Regions from separate parts of the Rattus norvegicus genome. Here region 1 is linked to region 2. Evidence: chromatin contacts called from public Hi-C data. All regions are on one chromosome and are shown on one strand. The core of a region is the stretch at or near the end of the contact, and the rest is flanking DNA. Distances in the headings are between cores, read along the strand shown.

The links. A called contact is a pair of places that touch in the nucleus more often than the background predicts.
Region 1: a contact with region 2 is called in a Hi-C map of frontal cortex, with 1.4 times the contacts expected there. The contact joins the enhancer-like site here to the promoter of Kalrn in region 2. A contact is called at or near these places in 2 of 12 Hi-C or Micro-C datasets (frontal cortex and liver).

The regions. Positions count from the first base shown.
Region 1 is chr11:79,801,196-79,807,466 of GRCr8, reverse strand. All of the region lies in intron 1 of Kalrn (kalirin, RhoGEF kinase), which reads right to left. Among named protein-coding and RNA genes, the nearest start is that of Kalrn, 44 kb to the right of the region's middle. Within about 2 kb of position 3,301, at least 45 of the 93 cell types and tissues checked have an H3K27ac peak or open chromatin away from gene starts, as enhancers often do.
Region 2 is chr11:79,758,024-79,765,255 of GRCr8, reverse strand. Kalrn (kalirin, RhoGEF kinase) reads right to left here and starts at 5,095. Exons shown (of 60, transcript NM_032062.2): 1 at 5,029-5,095. The coding sequence starts at 5,095.

The sequences.
Region 1 (6,271 bases), core at 2,052-4,551, 44 kb before region 2:
AGATGAGATTTCAGTGACAGTTCAAAGTCTAATAAAAGGCATAACCTTGGATGAGTCTACCCACTCCATACTTCTGGAAATATGCACAGAATAAAAACAAAAGACCTGAAAGCAGAAACTTTCTGATAGGCTCGCACTGTGCTGTCCCACGGAGAACTTGTCATATTGTGCTCCGTACATCCGAATATGTGTAGGGCTTGCTCCTTGTTCCCATTCTGGAGTACACGGGGGCTCGGTGCACACAGCCTATGCTCCCTGTGACTGCCCAGGTGGAGAGTTAAACCAGCAGGACTCAGAATTCAATCTAAAATAGAGACCACCACTTCCTAGCTGTGGTACCTGGGTACTTAATTTATCCTCCTCCATCCCTTGCAAAAGGAAGCTGGTGACAGGTACTACCATGAGTGTGTCAACAAACAAATTAGTAGAAGCAGCATCCACCAGCATGTCTATGGCCCCGGAACTTGGTGCAGGGGAAGGTCTGGGTTTTCAAGACACACTCTTACTTGCTTTTCGGTGGCAAGTCATCTGTCTTTTTCTAGACTCTAGTACCTCTCCAGCCTGCCTAGACATCTCTGATATCCAGCTACTCCAGCCCAGGACTCCGCAAACGGAATGTCAATGAGTGATCAGTTGGAATTTTTATGTTTTTTTTATTACAATCTGCCATCAACTAATAAATACTTTCGGGGAAAAAATTTAAACGAGCTGCCAGAGGAGTGTAATTTTAAAAACAACGTATACGCTCTAATTTCCTAATTTTTAGACTCAGCGGACACGTTACTTTGCAAACTGGTAAGAAGTTTCTAAATATAGCCTTTCCATTTCTGTCCCCCTCACCGCTAGCTGGCAGCAAGCGTTTGGCAGGGCTTTGCAGTGGACAGGGAGCTGCTCAGCACCTCCCTCCTCCAGGTTCCTAACAGCCAGGGGGGAAGTTAACAATGGAGCTTTAAGTCTCTGTGCTCTGCATCCTGACTTCAATGCCTCACTTACACTCAAACTCCCCAAGTGCTAGGACTGTGTCCACTGAGCCTTGAATACGACCAGACACCTCATGGGAGCTTAATTATCTGCTGACAATCTAAAGATTTAAACAGATGTGTTATTTACTTTTACCTTTTCACAATTTAGACAACCTAATGGGTGCGTTTGTAAAGACCTGCCCCAGGAGGACACTCTGTCCCCTGGCATCCTTCCTTGTTTGTCCGAGTCTTGTCTCTTTTTTTTTCCACTGCTGGACTCAGCTGCACTTAACTGAAATGCACAGATACAGTGAGTGCTTCTTTTCTACTGAGGGAAGAGGCAGACTACATTGCAGAAAGCGCCATTCATCAGAAAAGTCAACTTCTGGCTCTCTAAACAAACAGGTGAGGAAATGGAGAGCATCTATTAAGTTACTCCCCAGGGGGACACCGTCAGGCTGGTCTCACAGTGTCACTGGGTTGGTAGGTAAGGGGTTGGGGCAGACATGAAGCCAGTCCTGACCCTTGTCTCCACACACCCCTCTCTTAGAGGGTCTTCCCTAAGTGTTAGCCTCAAGCTCCAGCCAGAATGTACCCCTCTGTCTTCTTGCGGTTCTGAAACAGAGGAGGCTGTTCTGAAACACTACACCCTAAGAAAGCATGAATTTGCCTCATCCTTGCCTTTTTCGATCAAGAAACTTTGGGACTTTCTGGAATACTCACCCAGAAGTCCCCTGAGCCTCACCGGCCTCTGCGTACACAGGATGCAAACACTTCATCTCATTTACTTCTTATTAATCTAATGGTTGTTCATCAATTGTGTTTCTGGAGGCTTCTAAGTCCAACATCATGTCTGAGACTGCAGACTTCCAGGGGAGAGAGGCCAGGAACGGGGATAAGAGATGCCATCTGCCTACTGAGGGCAGACATGGGTAACAAACATATGGACTCATGGAGTATCTACTGCCCTGTGTCCAGGAGCCAGGAAGGGGTGGCTGAACCCAGGAGCTACACCAGCAGTATGCTCTTGGGGCAGCCCCAGCTTCTGATCTTTGGATACTTCCTGGGGTGCTGTTATTTTTGACTGCCAGAGGCCCCACCCCAGTGCTTGCACGACCTGGAGGAGCCCCTGAATTTGTCATTCTCCCTCTGCATCCTGGCTTTCCCACTCCTTGAGCTGCATACGGGGCTAATTTGAATGCTGTGTGGGGATATCTAGCAGGAGATGAACAGAGGGTGGTTGGGGGATCAGCTGTGAAATCCAACACATTTTTTTAAGGTGGAAAAAAAAGGAAGAAAGAAAATGAATTAGATGCTGGGAAAACACCTCAACCAGACGCTCCTTGGGTCTCCCCTTCCTACCCACCTGATAGCTTTCGTTGTTCAGGGGATTTGCCCTACAACAGAAAATATCCCTTTATTTGTTCTGGATATCTGCCCTGCTTTAAGAACAGTTTGAAGTCATAGACTTCCTTGCTGAACTTGGAGCTTTTTCGTCATCACTGGAAGCTTTCAGAGCATCAGAACTGCTAAATTTTGCTTGTTTCAGTCCCTCCAGCCCAGCCTGCTGCATACTGATGATGCTACCTTGCCAGTACTAACAGGCATTTTCTGGGATAATTTTGCCTCCGCACCCAAATGGAAAAGGACCCTTGTTTCTTAGTAGCTTCCCTCCTATGGTTTTTATAATTTGCGAGCTAAATTTTGGGCTCTGCTCAGACCACCCCTCTTGCAAGCAGCAGGAGCGAGATTCAAACCCAGGGTACAGTGACATCATCGTTCAGAGAGGCCCAGCTTGCCGACAGCACCAAAGAGTAAACTCCTTCCCAATGCAGGACTGAGGAAGCCTGAGTTGACAGGCTCCTTCCTTATGACTCCATCAACTGTGTGGTTTGTCTGAGCCATCAGCTTGTAGGAAAAAAAGAAAAGCATCGTCACCATCCAAAGGCAGGCAGACATGAGGACACACGTGCCTCCTCTCAGTGTGTCACCTGCTAGGTGACTGGTGGAAAGGAGAAGGGTAACATCCACCCCAAAGAGGTGCCCTGTGGACCATCAGAGAAATCCCCTTCCCAGAGGCACATCCCAACTGTAGGATTCTGAAAAAAATGACGCACTCATTCACCATCAAATTGGTATACATTAAATACCTAGTGTGTGTCCAGTACTGAGACCTGTGCCAGGGTCTGGGGGCAGCACAGTGAACAAAGCAGCCACAGTTCCTATCTCCATAGAGCCAGCTGCTATAGAGGAGTTCCAGGGCCTCTGTGTGGTAACAGAACCTCCTGACACACTACCTTAAATTTAGAGCTGAAGCACTTTTGTGGGAGGAGAAGGAGGAGTAGAGGAAACCAAACTGGTTGCTATGCAACCGCAATGATTTATTCTTAGCCAGAGCAGGAAGAGCAGCATAGAGCAGGGAAAGCAGCATGGCGCAGGAGTGGGTGGGGGGTGGGACCGGGTATGGGGGAGGCTGGAGGAGGACAGAGTGGGAGACCAAGTGGGGTGCACAGCAGTACTGAGGCTGCACCTGCCGGCCTCACCCCAAGAGGCTCGTGTAAATGGATGTGCCACAGCGTCTGCTCTCTGGAGGCAGTTAGGAGATTATGAGGACAGCCCCAGGAACCACAGAAAAGCCCTTGTTTGGAAGCTTGAAATTAACCTTCAGGTATAAGTAGACCCGTGCTGATGCCAAAAAGGGACAAATAATATGAGATTGAACATAAGAGCCCACCACCAGGGGATAGAGCTCACATGCTTAGAGACGCTTGGCCAGTAAGTGTTTTCTAAGCTCCTCTAGGTTCATCGTCACCTGCAGGAGCACGGTGAGGGGTAGGAGGTAAAGGCACCTTGCTGAAGGAAGACATGGGCTCGTGGTAGGCAGGGGGCAGCCCAGTGATGACAGATACATCCTCGTGACCTGAGACTGTGTGCAAGACCTGGCTCAGCACTGGGCCTGTTCTGGGAAACAAGTGAACCCCATACCTCAGGGCCTCGGGCGCCTGACCTCTTAAATGGAGAGAGTCAGGCCAAACAATGTTTCGCATGCAACACTTATGTCTTTGACACTGCACACAATACAGGGTTTGGGTGAGGGTAGGGCTGACTATCTTGTGGAATGTTTAGGAAGGGTTCCCTGGAAGGGGTGGGGCTGAGAACAGTGGGGCAGGGAATGGCAAAGCTTCGGGGAGACTGGGAAGCTCACTCAAAGCTGTGCTGCAGAACCGAGGTGTGAACCCTGAGCTGCAGAACCTCCACTAACACACACTGCTTCTCCAAGACGCTGGGTAGCTAGGAGAGGGAGGTGTGAGCAGAGACTGGGGGAGAGAATTCGGGCAGAGAGGCCGAACAGCTGGAACTAGGCAGGGTTCACAGAGGAAGAGTGCTCGGTGAGGACCAGCTACAACCAGACCGAGAGTGAACAGAAAGCATAGGGTGGTCAGCAGCCAACATCTGTCATGCGCTGGGTACTAAAGGAGCCAGTGATATATGAAACAGGATTTGATTTGAATTAATTTATGACTAGGGAAAAACATGGAGATTAATAGTTAGTGAGGCACTACAAAAAGTGTCAAACGAGTATTTTTTTTTTAAATCGTAATACTGTTTAAATGGTGGACGGCTGCTTCCAAACAGGATGCCGTAGGGGATTAGACCTGGACTTCATGGATGCAGGCTGAGGATGTCCAGGAGAAGGGAATAAAGATACGCCATTTGAGGGAAAGAAAGCTTCACCCAGAAGACAAAAGGCAGCAGAGGGTGGTGGAAGACCTCTCAGCTCAGAGGTGGGCTGCTGTGAAGCTACCCAGATAGAACGGGCAGCTTCAGCTGTAGGCGGGGACTCCAGGCTTCGGTCAGAGGCTGCAGAAATCCACTGACTGTTGATCCAAGATGATAGATGTTTGAAACAGGCGCAGAGGGAAGTAGTGACTCTCAGAGCCCAGGAAGGGCCATGTGGCAAGAGGTGAAGGCACCCCCACCCCACTGGAACTAGCAGATAAGACTGAGGTTGGTGAGGACACCCAGGTTCCCAGGCATTTGTAGAACAAAGAGACAACTCTTGTTCTCCTGAGAGAATAAGGTCACCAGCTCTCAAGAGAATGAGCCGCATATTCAGAACTAGAAAAGCCCAGGAAAACTAATAACAGAGGAGAAGGTGGTAATGAGGCAGATTAACCCCATTTCACAACTCTGCCAAGGTTCCTCCAAGACACTGCTTGCAAAACAAACCATAATTCAGCTTAAATGGGTGGGTGGTGCTTTCTGAGCACACTGCCACAGGGGACAGGAACTAGATCTAGAGTCACTCCACGTGACAGGGCCCGGACTCTCAGGACAAGTGAGCCAAAGCTGCAAGAATAGGAGATGGTTGGTCGTCACCCAGGGAGAGGCAAGCCCTCCCTGCTCTCAAGCCCCCAGGGAAGGTGGGACATCGGCTTTGTGTCCCGGGGACTGTATGTTCTCTTAAGAGACGTCACAAGGAGAGAGCTCAAGCAGATAGTCAGGGGCGAATTATCCCCACTGAGTGACGCTTATGGGTCCAGCCTGGGAAGGGCCCACTTAACTATTCCAAGCAGTAATTCCCGCTGTGCTACACTGTGGGCCATCATGAGGTGTCTGTCCAGCATCTTGGCATACCGAGAAGGATGAGATCCGGGAGTCAGGAAGACTAAGGTGAAGGGCATTGCTGTTCTACCTGGCTGAGTGTGGGAAACCCACAACCTCTCTGATAAGTAAACCATCATCAAACACCTAGCATAGCACAGGACACAGGCTGTGCCAGGAAAACTGAATTGTCACCTCACGAGAGCCGTCACTGTTCTTTGCGTCTCTTGTAGTGTTATTCACACACACACACACACACACACACACACACACACACACACACACACACACACAGAGGCCATTTCCCCTTCTGCCTGTTACATATTGATCACGATTCACCTGATGAGCAGGCAAATTGTGGGCACCTGAAACTAAATTTCCTCCTCAAAAATCTGAAGGAAATGAAGAATTCATCAATAAACACAGCCTGGGGCTCCATGTGCCACCTTCACTGTGGCAGTTGAAATTTTACTATTAGAGGTTTGTCTCCTTGGCTCAGCATGCTTCTCTTACATTACAAACTCTTCAATGAGGAATAGCCCATTAAGCTGTTACCAGTCATGAGTAAAGAGTATCAGGTGTCTGCAGGAGCAAGCATTTTAATGCATGGAGGAGGAGGGGGAAGAGGAGGAGGAGGGGGAGGAGGAGGAGGAGGGCTTTTTAGAGCTGGAGTCGCTGGCTCTATTTGGGTAGGCTACTGAAGT
Region 2 (7,232 bases), core at 3,846-6,345:
AAAGATTAGAACCAAACCTCTCATTAGAGAAACTCCAGCACAGCTGGCTCACCCAAGATACTTTTCATACACATGTTGCATGCTGTTCTCTTCTTTCTCTCAGTGACTCTCCAAGGGAAGTAATATGTCATAGAAATGTATCCAAAGAAGCCACATGTCATACCAAGGGCACACACAAGCACTAACCGGAACAGGACAGATAGCCACCATAAGCAATGGCGCCTGTGGCGGTCTGGTCTGAGCAGAGAGGCACCAAGCACAATCCAGGCAGGGGCCAAAGCTGTGCAGGTAACTAGGCTGTCAGGAAGCCAAAGACATAGCATCTGTCAATGACAGGAACCTGGGACAAGAGTAGTAAGGACAAGACTGCCCAAAGAGCCTTCACAAGCTAGGCTAGGAGGGCTAGCTTCCTCTAGACCCTGCACTGTACTTAGGCAGAGTCAGTCCTTGGACTGGAATGATTGAGAGTTCTGAAGGTTGGGACAACAGAGAGCAGCAGTCAAGAAGATGGGGACGTTAGTGACAATCTCAAGTAGATTTCTGGTCAGAGTGAGGCCTTACTCGGTGAAAGCTGTGGGCAAGAAGTCCCCTCTTTTCCCATCTCCCTGAAGAGCATCCATTCTCTGGTTCTAGCAGAGGGCAGTAGTACTGGCCCAATGATGATGGAACTTACCTTGAACAAATAGGGTAATATTTTTGTAAACACAAAGCGAGCTGGGGCTAATCAACCTTCTGGAGCACTGGGCAAATGTTTCCCCAGGAATATGAGGGGAAGTCAGGGTTTAGTTAGGTAATGATACAAAATGTCTATAGCTTCTAAGTAAAGTTACACAGATTATACCCTACAGATTGCCTTTGTTTCCATTGTTTCTGGCTTATCCTCTCGTTACTCTGTATTTGCTATTCCTGCCCTGATGGATTATCTCCATTCCTTTGTTATTTTGCCCCAGAGTCATTCTGCCCTCCCTCTCTGGCATCACATTAAAAGATGGCAAAAAAAGCAGCCCCCAGCCTCGGCTCCATCAGAATCACTGGCAGAGACACCAGTGCCAGTCCCTGCCAGGGGTTCTAATCCAGTTGCCTGGGTCGAGGCTGGAAGGGAACAGAAACACTGTGCTGTGCCACGAATCCCAGATGATTCATGGTTTGGGGTGCAAAATCCCAAGTGCTTTATGGTATTCATCAGAAAGCAGACAATGCCCCAAGAAAAAACTCAAGCAGCCTAAAGTATAGGTTGTGAATTTGACCTACCATTTAGATGTTTCCAAACACCATTTTTACTGAAACCAAAAATCTTCTACACTATATTTTCTTTTATATAATTTTAATTTGACTCCATTTTATACATGAAGTTATTTTAAAAAGAAAATAATAGATTGGGGATAAAACATGATGGCATAAAAAAGCTAGAGGAGAGCTAGAAGGATGGCTCAGTCAGTAACGTGTTTGCAAGCATAAGAACCTGAGTTTGATCCCCAACACCCGTGTACAAAAAGCAAAACAAGACAGCATATGCTTAGAATTCCAGCACTAGGGCAGCATATGATAGGTAGGTATCTGGGGCTCACTGGACACCCAGCATATCCTACTCAGAGAGCTCCAGACTGAATACAAGACCAGTCTGAAAACAAAAACAAAACCAACAAAATACTCACAAGGAACAGCAACCAATGTTGACCTTTGACCTCTACCTGAAAACACAGGGAGGAGGGAGAAAGAGAGGAGGAGACAGGAGAAAGTAGGAAAAAGAGGGAGAAGAGAGCACAATAATGAAATGGACAGAAATTTGGAGATGGATTGAAACGTAGTAGACAAGCATCAGAGAACTAGGGCACAGATATCATGAGGTTGTACCGGGATACTAGGAAAGAGAAAACTAACAGGGGCTGGGTGGGCAGGGAAGCTGCACCAGCAGACATCTGAGGCTGTGTGTTATGGCAGGAAGGGGGGGAAGCCAGAGTGAGGATGAGGTGCTAGTCATGAGGAACAGGTAGGGTTAGGGGGAGCCACACCGATGGGGTGAGGTGAGGCTTGGCAGCACGGCACAATCAAACACTGGGCAGAGTAGATCATCCTCCAGATATTGCTCCAGCAGTAAGTTACACGGTGGTAAACCCTCCCCAGACCCATCAGGTCCCTGCAGATGCACTAGACCTCAATTATGCAGGCCAGGCTGCTTCTTCATTTCTGATCTAGATGAGCTTTTCTCCTCTGGCCGACGTTGTCTCCATCATGGCCACTATCTCCTCAGCCAATGTCTACAAGCCCAGATCATAGCAGTAGAGTTGATAAACATCCAGCACACACAAAGTAAAAACTGTATCTGTTACTAATGAGAATAAATCATCAAAATGTAGGGTATGAACAGGCTGGCACACCCTTATCAAATAACTCCTTGTATACAGTTCAGTCATGCTCTCAAAAACAACAGACTTAGTTTTCAAGCCTGACCATTAGCTGAACAATGACAGGGGAGATGGGAATGTGTGTCTAAGAGAGCACGCATGGTTGTTTTCTGTAAAGTTTGTTCCTGCTCCGCAGTGCGTTCTGATGTCTCCTCCCTTTTTAAGTGTGTTAAGTCACAGATTCACCTTTCCTCCGGTCGCAGCCAACCAGAGCAAACAGCCTGTCCGTCATTTCAATTTCCTGGGATCAACCCATCATCCCCTGCCTCTTTTCATCCCTTAGTCCCTCCTTACTTTCTCGAGGCCCATGGCTTTCAAGATGACATAAGGCAGAGCAATGGCAAAGGAGATAAAAAAGAAAATCCTAAAACAGAGGAAGGGAGCTGCATTCTGTTTCCCTGGAGACCTGAGGGAAATCTCTTCGCTGCTCTGGAAGGCAGGCCCTTCGCTCATCCACTCATTTATCCAACTAATGTTTGCTGAGCGTTTCTCACAAGCCAGCTCAATCTGCACAACGTGCCATTTCCTATGCCAGGACGGCTAGCATTACAGTAGTTGCTATAGGAAGAATCCTGTTTGAACGTTGATATATGTGTATCATGTGGGCATTTAGAATACTGTGTTACCTAGTAACTAAAGCTGAGCGACATGAGCAATGTCCAACCCAAAACAGCCCTGATTGATAGCAGAGACCCTAACAGTCTGGACCTCATGTTAAGGAAGCCCCTAGAGACACTGTTTACAGGAATGACCATAGCGAATGCACGCTACGGTCAAACGTGCCGGCACGAATGCACATTTCTGGCAGCCAATTTCTGCTATTTAGGGAACCCGAAAATCCACAAATTCATCATGTGAGATCCTGCAAACTGTATGGTGTAGGTATTACTAATGCTCCCATTTTTTTTGAGCCAAGACTGATGAGCTGAAGACAAATTATTTATTCAAGGACCCTTAGAGAGTAATGAAGCTAGTACTTGGAACAAGTTGGCAGTTCATGGGTTCCAGCATTTTGTGAAAATTGAAAATAAATATAACTTATATTTTGGCATCTAGTTTCTTCTTTAAATTGGTATGATATGCTAATCTGAGCATGGCCTCTGTTCACAAGAATATACATTGTTTCCATGCCTCTCACAGCTCTTCCGCAGCTTACTCAGCTCTGGGCTGCTGCATGCCACCTGTTCCTGCCTTTCCCGGGAAGTCGGCAGGAGAGTGGGAACTAGATGTTGATGAGCCCTAACAGTCAAGGGGCATTTTGTTCCTGGCACTGGGACCTCTCACTTAACCCCTACAGGGACGCCTCAAATGGGCATCATTGCTGTAGCCATCTCTTTTTATAATGGGAGGAGAGGAGACACAGAGACATGGGGGTGGGGGGTGATAACTTGCTGAGATCACACAGAAAAGAGGTGGTTGTCTTACCCTCCCCCATCTTTGAGCTCCACCATCACAAAGTCCTGGCTCCCTTCTCTATCCTCATCTCATCTCAAGTCTGGCTTCCCAGAGGTGTTTCTGGGTGCTCTCGAAAGCCTGCTTCCCATGTATGCTGGCTTGGGTCCCTCCATCTTTGATTTCTCCTCCGATAAAGCCCCGGCACACCTGCTCTGGGCAGCTCTGCTTCCACCTGGTATCTGCCTCCGGCTGGACCTGAGACGACCCCTGATGAGAGGGATATTGTTTGAGGTGGGTAGCAGAGCTTTGCCAGGACCATATTTTCATGAAAGATTTTGTCTCGCTCTTGCCAAAACTTCTTAAAGGAGCCAAAAGCTTTCGAATGCACAGCCAACATTTTAAAAAGCAATTGCTACATGAAGTTCCTAGTGGTCTTTCTTTACAGTGGAGGGTCTGGACTTGTGGGAAAGCACCAGGATATTTGATTGCAGCAATAAAGGTGGCTGACGTGTATTAAGGTCAGAGTAACTTGACGAGTCGAGCTGGCTCTCTTTTCCCTAACCACAAATTCTCGAGGACTCTATCTACAGACAGGCCACAAAGGGAGCTGTCCCCAGGACGAGTGCTGTAGCTCTATGATGCTGACGAGAGCCAGGCACGGGGGAACTTTGCATTAACTGAGTACCTAGTGTGCACACTAGAGGTGACGGCACATTTTACATGCAGGAATGAAGCAACAACGATGGCAGATAGGGCCTGGATGCCCATTTCGCAGATGGGGAAACAAGCTCAGAGGAACACACAAATCCAGCTATGGTCACAGAGCTGGACTGAGAGAGGGATCAGCAAAGGTCTCCCCCAGCATTCAGCTGCAGGGACCATTCTCCTCCCTGCATCACTTCCCATGTGCTCTGTAGAGAGCCCCGAAAGACAGTTTAAGTTGCTGGGTGAAAAACCCCAGCAAGAAACCTGACTGTGCTGTACAGCTGTCCCCCAAATGATTCTGTGCTCCCCACGCCCAGCTAGGTCATGTCCCCAGGAAAACAGCCCCTCTTTCATCTGCTGTAGGTTGGCTGCTTGCCATTGCTCCATGCCCTCTTCTTTCTCTTGCCCCTCCACTCCCATCTCTGCTATCCCTTTCTCTGTCTATGCCTCTCTCACACACATATGCTTATATACATACACCCATACACAGAGAGACACACGACCAGATACGCACTCAGGATACCTCGATCCAGAAGCCGAAGCAAGCGGAGATACCAAAGATACCACTGGTCCCAGAAGCGGTCCGTCATCCCACCCTGAACTCATCCTTCACAGCCAGTCTCCAGGGCAGAGCCTCATCCCACCACCACCACCACCACCGACTCAAGGAGGGCAGATTCTCGGGTGTTGGGCTCACACGCAGCCTGCTCTAAGCAAATGCCTGCCTGTAAAGACAGCCACCAGTCCTCCCACACAGGGGCTGACTGTGCTGTGAGCCCGTTTCACAGCAACAAAGGAGCAAATGCAGAACACGCCGTGTGCAGACTGAGCCTGCATGAACCCCAGGGGAGGCTGGAGTGCGGGGGAGGGAGTCAGGGAGGGCTCTTGCACAGTAGCAAGGTTTGAGGTAGCCCTGGGAATGAAAATCCACAGAGAAGGCCACGTTTAAAATTTCATTCTAGTATCTCCTCCCACACAGAGGCCAGTGGCTCTCCCAATAGTTGGATGAATGAGAAGCCAGATGCTCAACCATCCTGGACTCTGGAATCAGTCCAAAAAGTCCAGGAGTCCGACTGCCTCGTTGTGAGGACCTCAGGTGCTCCCTGTCCAAATCTGTTAGACCCTCACAACTAGAAAAGGGCTTGTGGGTCCTTTCTCCCTACTTCCCCTCAGAGATTCTATTAAGGAGAGACTGGGCACTGCAATGCTACTTTCAAGTTCAAATCCTGGTTCTTACTTAACACCTCTTGGCCTTCTGCCTCAGCTTCCTCCTCTATGACTGGAAAGACCAGCATTTTATTCACAGAGGAACTATGAGGCTCAGCACGAAGGAGGGAAGCTCCTGGTGTCACAGGTAAGTGAAGCAGACAAAAGGTTCTCTTTGCCCTTCTCCCCTGCCCCTACAAAATGGTTCGCTATAGTTCTGACCTTCTAATCCTATGCCCCTGATCCAATACCTCCTGTCAGGGCCCCTTCTCTCCGTACCCCTTCTTAGGGTCAAACCCTAAATCTTCCAATGTCTGACTCAAATGCCACAGAGTCCAGGCCGTCCCCAATCTTCCTTCCTTTATACGTCATCTTCAATCCACTTTCTCTTCTGTATACAATTTGTCTACCTTACCGAAACATAAACGACATGGAGTTCAGATCTGCTCCTTAATCTTCAAGGTGCCTAATGTAGTGCCTTATCTCAGAAGCATTCAAGTGACTTTTACTTCAATCTTTAATGCAAGTGAGTGTCGACTGACTGAAAGAACAAGCAAGGGATTCTAGGTAACCCACACCTTTCCACGTGGAAGGCAGGAGAAGCGTTGACTATCGCTTGACTGTAGCACGTCAGCCTCTGGACACTGACTCAGGCTTGCAGACGTTTCAAGAGCAGGAGCAGAGTGCTCTATTCTTGCCTCCCTTGAGGCTGCTTGGTCAGTAGGCTGGCCACTTACATGAGAAGGCTGTCCCTCGGGTGACAGGGGATCCTGATCACAGAAAGGAAAGCAGAGGGGACTCCAGGTGTAGAGCACCTCCATTCAACAGCCAAGTGCACATTCCCCACAGCTGTTTTTCGGCTTACCTATGGCAGCTTCTACTCCCAGCCTCCTGGTCTCCATCAGGCATCTGGAGTCAAAGGGGCTCTCCTCCAGCATCTGCCATTTCTGGGACTCATCACCCATTGGGTCAAACCCAAGAGGAAGCTGTTCAGCCTGGAATTTTACTCTCGGTTGGCTTCAATCCTTTAAGTAGGGCGTCTTGGTGCTCTCCAGCCCACCCCCACTCATTTCTGCTATTCCCACAGAGCCCCATAAGCCTTCCTTTAAAAGAGCCAAAAGAAATAGTTTGCATGTTTCTAAAGGACTCAGACTAGGCAGGAGGCACGTCCAGGAACTAGCAGGAAGAGGGAGAAAGTAGGTGGAGCCACAATCTCCACCCCTTGCCCTGCCCAGTATCCTTCTTACCTCTTAAAGGGCAGCTGTGGGACACAGCGGAGTCCTCACCACCCAAGGAGATACCTCTCAGGCTCTGTTAGTGCAATTTTGTTACTGCCTTAAATGGACAAGAATCTCGTGAGTCATTAACACAAAAATGCAAAGTCCTCTCCTCTCTGGAGAGAAATGGTCCATAGTCCTCCCTTTTGTGAATAACAAGACTCTATGGCTCACTCACATGTGGCCAGTACTTCTTAGCTCACAAAGTACTTTCGCATCTGTCAGCTCCTTTGGGCCCTAACCA